Linked DNA regions of Oryctolagus cuniculus: region 2 is linked to region 1. A link is a contact called in public Hi-C data. All regions are on one chromosome and are shown on one strand. Each heading gives the region's core, a stretch centred on a gene start, on an enhancer-like site or on the middle of the called end of the contact. The rest is flanking DNA. Distances are from core to core; before and after follow the strand shown. Region 1 has its middle 100 kb from the start of CHD7. Region 2 overlaps LOC127490573 (a long non-coding RNA gene).

The links. A called contact is a pair of places that touch in the nucleus more often than the background predicts.
Region 2: a contact with region 1 is called in a Hi-C map of psoas muscle, with 3 times the contacts expected there. The contact joins two enhancer-like sites. A contact is called at or near these places in 4 of 6 Hi-C or Micro-C datasets (ear pinna, psoas muscle, skin fibroblasts and 1 more).

Annotation. Positions count from the first base shown.
Region 1 is chr6:86,015,120-86,022,476 of mOryCun1.1, forward strand. No RefSeq gene overlaps it. Among named protein-coding and RNA genes, the nearest start is that of CHD7, 100 kb to the right of the region's middle. Within about 2 kb of position 5,167, at least 8 of the 8 cell types and tissues checked have an H3K27ac peak or open chromatin away from gene starts, as enhancers often do. A contact at or near this core is called in ear pinna, where this site is marked.
Region 2 is chr6:86,425,506-86,432,559 of mOryCun1.1, forward strand. It overlaps LOC127490573 (a long non-coding RNA gene), which reads left to right. Exons shown (of 3, transcript XR_011389108.1): 2 at 609-949; 3 at 2,124-2,487. Among named protein-coding and RNA genes, the nearest start is that of CLVS1, 290 kb to the right of the region's middle. Within about 2 kb of position 4,501, at least 1 of the 8 cell types and tissues checked has an H3K27ac peak or open chromatin away from gene starts, as enhancers often do. A contact at or near this core is called in ear pinna, where this site is marked.

The DNA of each region.
Region 1 (7,357 bases), core at 3,917-6,416:
GGATGTGCCACTTCTCAGCCAAAGGTGCAGAGTGGAAAAAAGAAGGAAGGTAAAAAAATCTTTAAGACACAGTCTCTTGTCAAACCTCAAATCCCTGTCTTGTGTTCTTGGTTCCTCTTCCCTTGGCCATCTTCTGAAGACCTGGGCGACTCTAAGCATTTAGCCAACAGCTGAATGACTGAAAACACCAGTACCCCTTCGGGGACTGACACATTAATGCCACCAACACAGCCAATAGGGTTTTCCAATGCCATGTGTCTAGAAAGAAGGATAAGAGGTGTGGGTGGGGAGAGAAAGGAAGAGAGAACAGAGGGTGGGAAGACTTACCCACACCAAATGTCTGCTTCAAAGCTCTCAGAAGAGGCAGATCAGAGAGAGTTTCTCTTAAGTATTACAGGGATGCTTGAATTTCTGTAGCAAAATAAATACAAGACAGGAGCCTTATATTCATATGGTCTGAAATAGAAATAAATGGAAGGCTAAACTCTTTACTTAACATACAGCTAATCATATGTGTATAAAGTTATTGAAAATAGAGCTTAGTTTAAAAAAATAAGGATGAGAATAGGAGAGGGAGGAGGAAGGGGGATGGGAGTGTGGGTGGCCAGATGGGTACAGTGGGAAGGATCACCATGTTCCTAAAGTTCTAATTAGGAAATGTATGAAGTTTGTATTCCTTGAATAAAAGGTTTCTGGAGAAAAAAAAAAAAGGCTAATGGAAAGTGTTTAAATGATTAAACTGTCCAAAAATTCTGATTACAGATTAATAAGTTCAAATAAGAAATCCTAATATCTATAGAAATGCGTGTGCTTAACAAGCAGTGGAAAATGCATCAGCACAGGGCTTTGAGCAGTAACGCAGGGTGTTAGGCTGGAATCTCAGCTCTATACCCAACTGTCTCACCTTAAACAAGCTACCTACCAGCTAGAGCTTCAGTTTCCACTTCTTTAAATTGGAAACAATAAGGACAAGCATTGTGCTGCAGTCCCATGTTGGAACACGGGTTGAGTCCCAGCTGCTCTGCTTCTGATCCCGCTCCTGGGCAGAAGACGGCCCAAGTGCTTAAGGCTCTGCCACCCACATGAGAGACCAGCACGGAGTTCCTGGCTCCCGGCTCTTGGCTTTGCCCAACCTTTGCAGCCATTTGGGAAAACAAGAGGATGGAAGATCTCTCTGTCTGTCTGTCTGTCTGTCTGTCTCTCTCTCCCCCCCCACCCCCTCGCCCTTCAAATAAATAAATCTTAAAAAAAGAAAATGGTGATAATAATTATACCTGCTCTCTATAATTGTGTGAAGATTAAGAAGAACAGTGTTTGGGCTTGTGCCACGGCTCACTGGGCTAATCCTCTGCCTGCGTTGCTGACACCCCGGGTTCTGGTCCCGGTTGGGGGGCTGGATTCTGTCCCGGTTGCTCCTCTTCCAGTCCAGCTCTCTGCTGTGGCCCAGGAGTGCAGTGGAGATGGTCCAGGTCCTTGGGCCCTGCACCCACATGGAAGACCAGGAGGAAGCACCTGGCTCCTTGCACAGCGTGCCAGCTGTAGCGGCCATTTGGTGGGTGAACCAATGGAAAGAAGACCTCTCTGTCTCTCTCACTTCTCACTGTCTCTCTCTCACTGTCTAACTCTGCCTGAGAAGAAGAAGAAGGAGAAGGAGGAGAAGGAGGAGAAGGAGGAGAAGGAGGAGAAGGAGGAGAAGGAGGAGAAGGAGGAGAAGGAGGAGGAGGAGGAGGAGGAGGAGGAGGAGGAGGAGAAGGAGAAGAAGAAGAAGAAGAAGAAGAAGAAGAAGAAGAAGAAGAAGAAGAAGAAGAAGAGTGTTTACCATATGCCAAGCATTCCATAAATATTATCACTGTATATAGATTATGGTCATATCAAATACCAAAACAAAAATCCTAAGTAAAAGAGTTGCTGGAAAAGTGTCAAATTGATTTTGTGAGGCATTTTGTATCTTTTTTTTTCTTAAAGATTTATTTATTTGAAAGTCGTCAGAGTTACACAGAGAGAGGAGAGGCAGAGAGAGAGAGAGGTCTTCCATCTGCTGGTTCACTCCCCAATTGGCTGCAATGGCCATAGCTGTGCTGATCCAAAGCCAGGAGCCAGGAGCTTCTTCCGGGTCTCCCACATGCATGCAGGGGCCCAAGGATTGGGCCATCTTCTACTGCGTTCCCAGGCCATAGCAGAGAGCTAGATTGGAAGAGGAGCAGCCGGGACCAGAACCGGCGCCCATATGGGAGGCCAGCACTTCAGGCCAGGGCATTAGCCTGCTACGCCACAGCGCTGGCCCTGGCATTTTATAAATTATAATTGATGTTATCTGAGGGTTTTCCTAAAAGTTTGTGGGGAATGAAATTTAACTTTTTTTAGGTTCAGGGCCAGCGCAATGGTGTGGAGGGTAAAGCCACCTCCTGCAGTACTAGCATCCCATATGGCCACCAGTTCAAGACCTGGCTGCTCCACCTCCGATCCAGACTCTGCTATGGTCTAGGAAAGCAGTAGAAGATGCCTCAAGGCCAGCACCACGGCTCAATAGGCTAATCCTCTGCCTGTGGCACTGGCACACTGGGTTCTAGTCCCGGTCGGGGCGCCATATTCTGTCCCAGTTGCTCCTCTTCCAGTCCAGCTCTCTGCTGTGGCCTGGGAGTGCAGTGGAGGATGGCCCAAGTGTTGGGGCCCTGCACCCCATGGGAGACCAGGAGAAGCACCTGGCTCCTGGCTTCAGATCAGTGCAATGCGCCGGCCGCAGCGGCCATTAGAGGGTGAACCAACAGAAAAGGAAGACCTTTCTCTCTGGCTCTCTCGCTCATTGTCCACTCTGCCTGTTTAAAAAAAAAAAAAAAATGCCTCAAGTGCTTTGGGCCCCTGCACCTACCTAAGAGACCTGGGAGAAGCTCCTGACTCCTGGCTTCAGATCAGCCCTGCTCCAGCCATGCAGTCATTTGGGGAGTGAACCACCAGAAGGAAGCTCTCTCTCCGCCTCTGCCTATGCCTCTCTGTAACTCCGCCTTTCAAATAAATAAATCAATCTTTAAAAAATATTTTAGGTTCAAAAGAATTTTGAAATCCACACATAATTTTTTATAATATGTATGCCCAATGTACTATTCGAAGACTTACCTGCTGTGTCTATTAAAAACAATTTTTACTCAGCTTAATCTCTAAATGTAATGATGCATTCAATAACAAATGTTTACTCATAATAATAAATGCTAGAAGTGTAAATAAAAACAAATTTGTTACCCTCACACAGCTGCTTATTTCTGACTTCAAGGGAATGCTAGAATCATTATGATGATTATTTCTGCTTTTTTGAAAATTCCTGTATGATAACTAGTGAGGGTGGAGTTCAGAAGTGGCATTTGAGGGAGCTGCAACAATGTTTTAGATTTTCCTTGCAGCTCTTCTGTTTTCTACACTTAAGGGAAAAAAAGACATATCACATTAGTATAAATTTTAAGGACAGTCTGTAAATTTATTTAACACCAAATCTGATTTAGTGGAAATCCCTCTAGTAAGAAATGAGGTCATGTGTCTTGCAATGAATCATGTCATTAAATTTATCTCTTTCTGGAAGCGTTCCTTCCTTCATTTGTTTGTCATTTCCAAGTCTTTAATTCTTGATTACTCAATTTAATTTTTGAAGAAGGCACAGAAGTGAAGCTAAAAACATCTCTATCAGCATATGTCTTAACAATAATTTTTTCCTATCCAGCTTTTTGAAAAAACAAATAGCAAGTTTCTTTTCTTTAGAATTCTGTGAACATTTTCCATTTCTGCTGCTGTTACCTAAAGTCTCCTATACCTCGCCATCTTTCTACCCCTTTGATAATGGGAACCAAATAGGACGATGGCTCTTCTTTATTATCATGTTCCATTACCTAGAAAACTTCCATAGGATGAACCATAAGCCTCCTCTTCACACAAACAACTGATGGATCTCCACACATTTCTCCACTAATTTTCCTTCGATCACACTCTGGAAGACTGAAGCCCCACGTAAGTAACTGTCCCACATGAGGAAACCTATGATATCAAGCTCTCATGGGTTCCAAAGCCTGGAGATGTAATCCAATACACAGGCTTTATCAAGATAGCCTAGAGTCAATTATTTTAAAAACGGGCGCAAACTTTGAAAGCTATGCAGAGTAGCGCCCTCCCTTCATATATATGGAAACTAACATCTGGAAAGGCTGTACTGTCTAGGACAAGGAAATACGTAATTTTGCTTAAATTTACACAAGGGTCACGATTAAAGGAAGCCTGAAGACCGAGGCAAGCTGTTTGTGACAGTTGCCCCTTTTCACTTATTTGAGCAACGAACCCTTCATGTCAAACAATGGTTTTATTTCCTTGCAGAGGACGATTTTGCATTTTGAAACATCACCTTCAACGCCACACTCGGAACCGGTGGTATCAGAAAAGTTAGCATTTTCCCACCGCGGCGTTCCCAACACCGCAAGGAGCCCTGGGTCGGTGGGCTCGGCGCCGTGAGGGACCCTCGCTCCGCACCCATTTTGATCGGAGGAGGGCGGCGGGGGAAGGACAGAGACGGCCGCCACCAGACAATGTCCTGCATTCACGGCGGCCTCGGCCAATCACAGGCCGGCGCCTTCCGGCCCCGCCGGCGCCACCGGCTAGGGCTCCGGCCGGAGACGAGCTTGCTCTCGGCGAGGCCGTCCGCAGCCATTCCGGGGCAGGGCGCGCCGTCCTCCAACTGCGCGGGGCCCGGAGGAAGGGCTAGGGGCGACGGGCGTTGCGGCGTCCCCTAGGGGTAGGGGTCGTGCACAGAGGGCAGGACGCGTAGCCCTCTCCGCTTCGAACACGGCGCTGTCCCTTTAAGACGATCCTCCTCCCGGGGCCCAGACGCGCGTCGGCGGCCCCGCCGCGGGGGGCAGCGACATCCGGGCTACCGAGTTGGCAACAGCGACGGCCCCTCGGGCAGTTCCCAGTCCCGCCGGGGGACGCCCGCCTCGCTGCGGCTGAGGAACGCCGCCGGGCAAGACGGGGGTACCTTCGGGGAACACAACCGCCTAGCCTGGGGCTTCCCCGCCGCCGCCACAGCCTCAGAGAGTCCCGGGCAGGGCCCCCGGGGCCGGCACGCGGGTCACGGACGCTCCGCCCGCGGGGCCGCGCAGCGCGCGCCCGCCTGGGCCCCGCCCCACCTCCTGCGCGTGCTCGGGGGGCGGGGCGACGCAGAGGCAGCCAATCAGAGTTCGGAGGCCAGGCCCGCCCTCGAAGTCCGAGCTGCCGGGAGAACTTCGTGGGGGGCGCAGCGGCCGGAGGCGGGTGGGGAAGCGCCGCCGGGCCGGCGGAGCTGGGGAGCCGGGCGCGGAGCCGGGGGGCGCTGACTCGGAGGACCTGCGGAAGTGCAAGGGGCGGGAGCGGCGGGGAGGGGTGTGGGCCGCGCGTGAGAACCGGCGCGGGCGGGCGGGCGAAGGGGGAGGTGCCCGGAGCAGGTGGTGCGGCCGGAGGAGGGCAGGGAGCGGGCCGAGGGAGGGCCCAGGGGGAGCGGGCACGTCCCGGGGATAGGAACACCGGCGTGGATGTGCTGAGTTAATACCCGTGCAGCCAGGAGCTGTCAGCGTTTATTTATGCAGGACAGAGAACTTCAGAGACGTGGTGCGCTCACTGGGGAGAGAGACGTTCCAAGACGTTTTCCTCTGCTCTATTTTTTTAAATAATATATTTAATGGCTGATGCTGGTTATTAAAAATTAAACGTTGTTCACATTTTATCAGGAGGGGTTGGGAGAAGGAAGAACAAAAAGCATTTGAAAAGTACGATCCGTCCGTGTGAGCCAAAGTTTTGGGAACGCATCTGAGTTTGAACAGTCGGGTGCATGGAGTTAATAGGGGAGCGCTGCGGGTGTTCTGACTGGGGCGTTACTCTGCACGCTCTGCTGCCTGACGACCACGAACGAGCCCCTAGCCCAAATTCTCCTTTTCCCTGTCTCAGAGCTCCGCGCGTGTGTGCAGCGCCGAGGAGCAGAGCACCCCCCCACCCCAGGCCGGGCCGCGGGCGGGCTTCCCCGCCAGCTGTCTGCACCGTGTGCGCGCCCCGCGGGCTCCTCCACCCCCGGGGCGTCCTCCCGCCCCCACACCACCGCTGTCCAGAAGCCCAGGCACGTCTAACTCGGGTGCCCCAGAAGTCTCCGAATTCTACGCGTTCTATACGCCACGGCTGCTCACCTTCCCGCCGACCCTGCGGCGTTGCCCGTCTCGGCGACAGCGGCCCCACGGCCTGGTCTTCAGCACCCGCCGACCCTCACCCCGGTCCCGGCCGCTCTGGGAACCGTCTTACACCCAGACCTCTAGGCGTCTGGTTGCCGCCCCCACCACGCTGCGGCTGACCCCGTGCGCCACCAGCGTGTCCCACCTGGACGACCGCGCTTAGCCGGTCACGCACCGTCGGCTCTGCCCTCCCCCTCCTCGACAGTGCAGCCTGCAGGTGCTTTGTGTACGTGCGATCGTGTTGCTGTCTTTTCAGATCTTTGAAGGGCTCCCTGTGGCCCTCAGCCCTGTCTCCTTACCTTCGCTCTCTAAGGCCCTGCGTATCCTGTTTCCGCTTTCGTCCGGGGCTGGACCGTTCACCTCGGGCCACTCCTCCCGATTCCAGGCCTCGATTCCAGGCCACCTGAGTTGCTTTCGGTTCTCCCGACGTGCCAAGTCCCTTGCAGCCGCCGCAGCCCTTGCCTGTCTGCTCCGTGCCTTGGGAAGCGGCTTCCTCCCCTCCCCCAGAGCAAGGGTGAGGGGCGCCCACCACACGCCTGCCTCTCCCGTGCACCCCCAGCCCCGCGACCCCTGCCATCCTGCCTGGCGGTGGCAGCGGCTGCATCGTACTCTGGTTGTCCCAGTGCCTACGATGGCCCTGACAGGAGCTGGTCGGAGCCCAGGAACCCTTTTAGAATACACAGTGATAAGCGCCAAGAACTGAAAATAAGCAGTGCTTTAGGCATCAGGTGGTATATTCGTTTTATGTTGCTGATGTTCTCAGCTTTCGTAGTTTCAAGTTTCTCTGTAAGAATAACTTTTTTGAAAGATGACACAGTTTTTGTCACAATCCGCTACAAACCTCTTTTTAAATAAATAGCATACGTGGGTTGTGAAATGAAATTCTAGAACAGTGATTCGCTGTGTAGTGCAAATGGGCAGAAGTGTTCAAGATCAGACACCGAAACTTTAAAACTGAGCTGAAGTTAATGCCCCAATAATGATTGAGGAAAGGAGTGGAAAGAAAGGGTATAAAGATATGAATTCTAGTTCTTTGTGATTATTAATTTTAAGGACAGCAATTATCAATAGATTAAGAAATTACTCTGATTCTAGCTTTTTTTAGGAAAAAATTCCAGTATTTTTAACAT
Region 2 (7,054 bases), core at 3,251-5,750, 410 kb after region 1:
CACCCAGGGAGGCTCCGCCTGACCTAACTACTGAGTCCTCGGTAAACCACCGCATGGCACTGAAGTCTGTGGAGCAGCATCACCACGCATAAACCGTGCCGAACACGGAAATAGCCGTCTTCTATTTGATTGCACATGTCAGGATCCTTTCCTGCCCACAAACTGAACGCTTCCTGTGTCTCTCTTGCAAACCCTTAACAGTTAAACTCTGTGGACCTGCGAACTTAATCCCAGAGGTTTTGATGCACCTGTCTGTCACCCTGACGGAAGGCTCAGGTGAGAGCTTCTTGCTCATGCACTTGAAAGGAGAGGCCTCACCAATAAACGCTCTTGAAAGACTTGCTTGATCAGTCTTTTCATCAATGCAGCTGTTTCCCCCAGGGAGCGCTTGAGCCCATGCTAATGCTTTGCTGGATGCCAAGGGCATTGAGTTGATCCTATGTGGTGTTCAAGTAACCTCAAAGAAGCTAAAGTCACTTGTCATCGGGAGAACACATAAGCACCAATGATAGATTTGGTTTAGTAGGTAAGAACCATTGGTCCGACTCTTTGTTCTTGCATTCTTTTTTTTAAAATTATACATTCATGTTCTCTTCTTTTTTTTTAAGATTTATTTATTTATTCGAAAGTTACAATTGCAAAGAGAGAGAAGGAGAGGCAGAGAGACAGAGGTCTTCCATCTGCTGGTTCACTCCCCAGTTGGCTGCAATGGCTGATGCTGTGCCGATTCGACACCAGGAGCCAGGAGCTTCTTCTGGGTCTCCCACATGAGTGCAGGGGCCCAAGGACTTGGGCCATCTTCTACTGCTTTCCCAGGCCATAGCAGAGAGCTGGATGGGAAGCAGAGCAGCCAAATCTCGAACCGTCGCTCATATGGGATGCCAACACTACAGGCGGCAGCTTTACTGGCTATGCCACAGCGCCGGCCCCTGCTCTTGTATTCTGCTTGGTAAGTAGACAGGTCAAAGTCAAATCAAGTCTCAATCTCACTGAAAAAGTGGCAGAGTGCTTTTATTTTTGATTTCTCTAATGTGGACAAAATTCAAATAAATCTCAAAATGGACAGGAAGGTAGTAGAGAAGTAGAGCAAAGAAATACATTTTTAAAAAAGATTTATTTAGAGCCGGCGCCGTGGCTCAATAGGCTAATCCTCCACCTTGCGGCGCCGGCACACCGGGTTCTAGTCCCGGTTGGGGCGCCGGATTCTGTCCCGGTTGCCCCTCTTCCAGGCCAGCTCTCTGCTATGGCCAGGGAGTGCAGTGGAGGATGGCCCAGGTGCTTGGGCCCTGCACCCCATGGGAGACCAGGAAAAGCACCTGGCTCCTGGCTCCTGCCAGGATCAGCGCGGTGCGCCGGCTGCAGCGGCGGCCATTGGAGGGTGAACCAACGGCAAAGGAAGACCTTTCTCTCTCTCTCTCTCTCTCTCTCACTGTCCACTCTGCCTGTAAAAAAAAAAAAAAAAAAAAAAAAAGATTTATTTATTTATCTATTTGAAAGTCAAAATTATAGAGAAAGAGGGAGAGACACAGACAGAGAAATCCTCCATCAGTGGGTTTACTCCCCATATGACCACAATGGCCAGGGCTAGGCCAGGCCAAAGCCAGCAACCAGGAGCTTTATTTGGGTCTCCCACATGGGCAGCAGGGGCCCAAACACTTGGGCCATCTGCAGTTGCTTTCCCAGGCACATTAGCAGGGAGCTGGATTGGAAGTGGAGCAGCTAGGACACAAAAAGGCACCCATATACAATGTCCAGGAGATACATTTTTATGTAGACTTTTTACTAAAGTTGGCAGGGTTTTTGAAAAATGTCAGGTTTGGTTACTGGTGTTCCTTTAACAATGTGTGAGGTTACTGATGGATACAGGTCATGGTGACAGCCTTAAATACATCTTCAGTAATAAACAAATCAGTTTGAGTTTTCATCTGATTAACATCTCAGTTCTGTTTCAACAGGGCAAAGAATGCATGAGGGGAATGAAAATGATGGTCATATATATTACATTGTCATACCCCAAGAGATAGACAAGCAGTGTGTCTCTTAAGAAGGCTTAGGCTGGGGTCCCATGGAAAGCTAGCAAGAATGTGCATCAATATGGATCCTGTATTTTTTTTTTTTTACAGGCAGAGTGGACAGTGAGAGAGAGAGAGACAGAGACAAAGGTCTTCCTTTTGCCGTTGATTCACCCTCCAATGGCCACCGCGGCCGGCGCGCTGCTGCCAGCATACCACGCTGATCCGAAGGCAGGAGCCAGGTACTTCTCCTGGTCTCCCATGGGGTGCAGGGCCCAAGCACTTGGGCCATCCTCCACTGCACTCCCTGGCCACAGCAGAGAGCTGGCCTGGAAGAGGGGCAACCTGGAAAGAATCCGGCGCTCCGACCGGGACTAGAATCTGGTGTGCCAGCGCCGCTAGGCGGAGGATTAGCCTAGTGAGCCGCGGCGCCGGCTGATCCTGTATTTTATAATGAACTGTTCACTGCCCTGTGTTAAGTTGTGTTTTACACACACACACACACATCTGTAGAATTAAAAAAGAATTCAGTACATATAGGTTATTTGCTCTTGGGATTTGGGAATTAAATACTGGAAGGCTAATCAAATGTCAAGAATTAATAAAATGAATGAAATGAGTTGTCCAAGTCAAAGTTTTATATGTATATCACCCTTGCCTTGGGTTCATATCTCAAGCACCTACATAAGTTACGTCCACCCGCTTAAAAATAAACTCTCTTTTGCTGCTGAGGTCTTTAACATCAAGTTTGAGAAGGTCAGCCTTATAATTTATCATTTCGTGATTCATTTCTGAATATCTTTTCCTAGCAGGAATGTGTCTTGTCTTTTTCTATTCCTGTTTGCACTGGGGAGCTGTTGAGCTGGGTGTGTTCAGTACCCAGTGTCTGGTTAGGATATGACAAATATCTGCATGATTTTTCATTTTTCTCTTGTCATCAGGATACTTGTGGTGACATACCAACTACACTCATATGAAGTCACATGACTTGAAATATTATTGCCTTCAAGGTAATCTAACTCTAATGTTCCTATTTAAAAACAGGATTTTGTTTTATTGGTGAATTGACCACTCTGTGATAAGGTGTGTTAATCAATCAAAAGGATATTTTCATGGTTTAACAGAAAAGATTCCAGCATTTTTCCTATCTGGATGGTGCTTGAGATAAATATGGTGAAAAAATATAAGACATTTTTCTGCCCTAGAAGCAACTCAGAAATCTTTAGGTGTAATGACGGGCTAACAGCCACAAACACAAGGTGACATCTTTAAAGATAAGGACAGTGAGGTATTGATTAGACAAATCTATTTGGCCAGACAGCTGTGATGTATAGATAGGAGAAGGAGGTGAGAGAGAAACCCATGAATGCACATTTTTGAAAATACCTTGCACAGTTCATAAATAATAGTAATTATAATAAAGGCTCTGCCAGTGGTTTAAGCATCCACGTAATATGAATTGATTGTTAACATTTCACTTAAAGATAGATTAATTGATGCTGAATCATACGGTAATTCTTATGAAAGTACCGTACGTATGACATCGAAATTAATACCAAATGAATTCATTACAAGTGAGATAATTACAATGAATACCCAATAAATTAGTGACGACAGGGCTTTTAGAATTCCAGGCATTAACGCACAGGATTGAGAGTAGAAGATGCCCGGGCCATGGCCGAGGTGTCAGGTCACCTCTATCTCCATTCTACAGGTCCCTCGGCCTTTCAATGTGAGTTTCCCTCATGGCAGGGTCCCAGAATGACTGTCTTGACTCTGCTGAGCCAGATAATGCTGCTAGTAGCTGTTGAGGTCATGTGGCTCTCTTGTTCACCAAGTCTCCTTTAGCAAACTCTTGCCAAAGAAACGCTGATAAGCTGCAGGGGGCCCACCCCTAGGTTCTGGTTGACAAAGAATTTGCAGAGAACCCAGAACAGAGTTTCTGTTTGAAACCACGACCTTTGGTTGATTTTCTTCTCCTTCCCGTCCACTGCCCGAGTTGATTGTGTTTTGGAGTCAGCCTGCTCTGGCCTCCAGGGGGATCTTGCAGCGTTCTCTCATTTTACATAGGCTTGCGCTGCAAGGCAGAGAAGTTGAGGAACTTCCCCAAGGTCACCCATCTGTAAATTCTCAGGCCAAGCTTCTTGTGCCTATGCAGTTGGCGTAGGAGACAGCCATAAACTGGATGGCTCATGTTTATCAAGCATGCAACGCAAGCTCCATGTGCTTTGTGTGTGCCTTGGTGCAACCCTCTGAGGGAGATGCTATCTCTGTTTCACAAACAGTTGCCACCAGTTGAGTAAGGAGCTGAAGGTTACGCAGCTAAGAGGAGAGCCGAGGGCTCTCATCTGGGTCTTTTTGCCACTGACATTCAGCTCTCAACCTCCAAGCTCTCAGGCCACCATGAGTTTCCACCTGGTGCCAACGAGGCATGGTACCCTGTGAGCAGCTGGGTGGCTGTAGGGCCCTGGCAGCCACAGCAGGAAACTGGGTCAAACGTGGGGAAGAACAGAGGGAGGCGGGCAAGAGAGCAGCTTCTAGAAGAATCAAGGGAGCCTTTATCCTTCCCTTTCCTTTGCCTGCTGGATGATGGGAGAACCATGAAACAAAAGGGACTGCCCTGCAGTTGAACTTAATTCTTGTGTGTGAAATAAAGTTTGATTTTGTTAAATCACAAAAATATTAGTTAAGGGAACGAACACATTGAACCAATATAGGATGCACACCACGGGTGCAGGTCTAGGGTGATTTTAATTCCCACTTGGCCCAGTCAGTGTGATTCTAGGACTGCTGTAAATTGCATTAGGAGCTGTGAGAGTTTCCTGGGAGGGATGGCCCTCCTACACCTGTCCTAGATTTGGAGAAGTACAGAAGATGACTCACGTCTAAGGTGTCCCTGCAGAAATCCCAGACTTCTCTGCACTCCTCCATGAAGCTGCCACTGTGCCTCCATTGGCTGACAATGCTCCTTCAGTAATGATAGACCGTGTATGTGCACGTGCCCATGTACCTGGGCCAGGCAGCTCTCTGCTGACCACAGAGGCTCACACACCTGTCTCCACCTAGGCCTTAACAGGATCATATGTGTAATGCATTTCATTCAAAAATCATTTTAGAATAAATATTACTCTCTGTGGAACTTAATGATTTATTTATTTGAAAGGCAAAGCATCAGAGAGAGAGAGATTGAGAAAGATAGAGAGAAATCTTTCACCTGCTGGTTCATTCCTCAAATGGTCACAACAGCTAGGTCTGGACTAGGCTGAAGCTAGGAGTCAGAGAAGGCAGGGGCCCAAAAACCTGGACCATCTTGCAGGCCCTCCGATATGGGATGTTGGGGTGCTGGCATTACAAGTAGTGGCTTAATCCACTGCATCACAACACCAGCCCCTCTGTTCCATGAAACTTAGATCACCCTTAGGGATAAGGGACTGAAAAGGCAGGGTGAGTGAATTATGAGTTAGTGGAGTTTTTACACAAAAATGTTTCATGAAAAAGTCTAGAGGTCTAGAGTTCACTGAGTTGTCATGGGTTGGCAAAAATATCTTTTTTATAAAAGATTGATTTATTTATTTGAAAGTCAGATTTAGAGAAAGAGAGGTATCTTCTATATTTGGTTCACTTTCCAAATGGCCACAGTGGCCAGGCTTGGGTTGGGTTGAAGCCAGGAGCCAGGAGCTTCATCTGGGTCTCCCAAGTGGGTACAGGGGCCCAAGCACTTGGGTTGTTTTCTGCTACTTTTCCAGGCTTCTTAGCGGGGAGCTGGATCAGAAGTGGAGCAGCCAGGACTCGAACTGGCACCCCTATCGGATGCCGGTGTTTTGGGTAACGGGTTGACCTGCTATGTCACAATGCTGCTATGTCACAATCGAGATTAACTTTTCCATCAGTGGAAATGGGGAACTAGAGAGGTGATTATATTTGGTGCAGGAGAATAATGGTGACTACATCTTTGCACGCTTGACATTTGTATTCCTACAAACGTAGTGATTTGTTCTTATTGTACAAAGTCTGACCTCCTCCAGGCTTATAGAATATGGTGGCCAATCCACCATAGGGTGCGATTCTACCCCATGAAGAGAAGTAGGCTGCCAAAAGAATGCTTGTTCATTTAGTCAACAGATATTTATTGAACACGTACTGTACACCCAATACCAAGTTCTTCAAGGTTCTGAGAAGGTTCCTGTCTAAAACGATGGCTCTTTTACCACCTGGAAGTCATCATATTCCTCAGCCACACTGTCCAAACACTTTGTTAAAGTCAGTGAAGGAGAACCACAGAACAGTACACCTGTGTCTGGGTTTGTAACTTTGGATGAGGAATGAACTCTCCCTCTCTTTTTAAAAAATATTTATTTATTTATTTGAGAAGCAGAGTTACAGAAAGAGAGAGGGGAGAGATAGAGAAAGAGATCTTTCTTCTACTGATTCACTCTCCAAATGGACCATAATGGCAGAAGCTAGGCCAATTTGAAGCCAGGAGCCAGGAGCTACTTCCAGGTCTCTGACAGGGCTGCAGGGGCCCAAGCACTTGAGCCATCTTCCACTGTTTTCCCAGGTGCAGTAGCAGGGAGCTGGATAGAAAGTGGAGCAACTGGGACTAGAACCGGTGCCCATATGGGATGCTGGCACTGCTGAAGGCAGCTTTATCTGCTGTGCCACACCACCAGGCCCAGGTATGAACTCTGTTAAGGCTCCAGTTTCTTCATAGAATGAAGATAATAGTAACACAGAAGTCATTGTGTGGTTCTTGTGAGGATTCAATGAGATTGCTTATTTAAGCCCCAAGTCTGCAAAGTTCTGAGCAACCTGGCAAATTGAAGTTATTATAGTTGACAGAGGATAATTCTTTTTTTTTTTTTTTAAAAAAAGATTTATTTATTTATTTGAAAGGCAAAGTTACACAGAGAGAGAAGGAGAGGCAGAGAGAGAAAGGTCTTCCATTTGCTGGTTCACTTCTCAAATGGCTGCAATGGCTGGAGCTGCACTGATCTGAAGCCAGGAGCCAGGAGCTTCCTTCCGGTCTCCCATGCAGGTGCAGG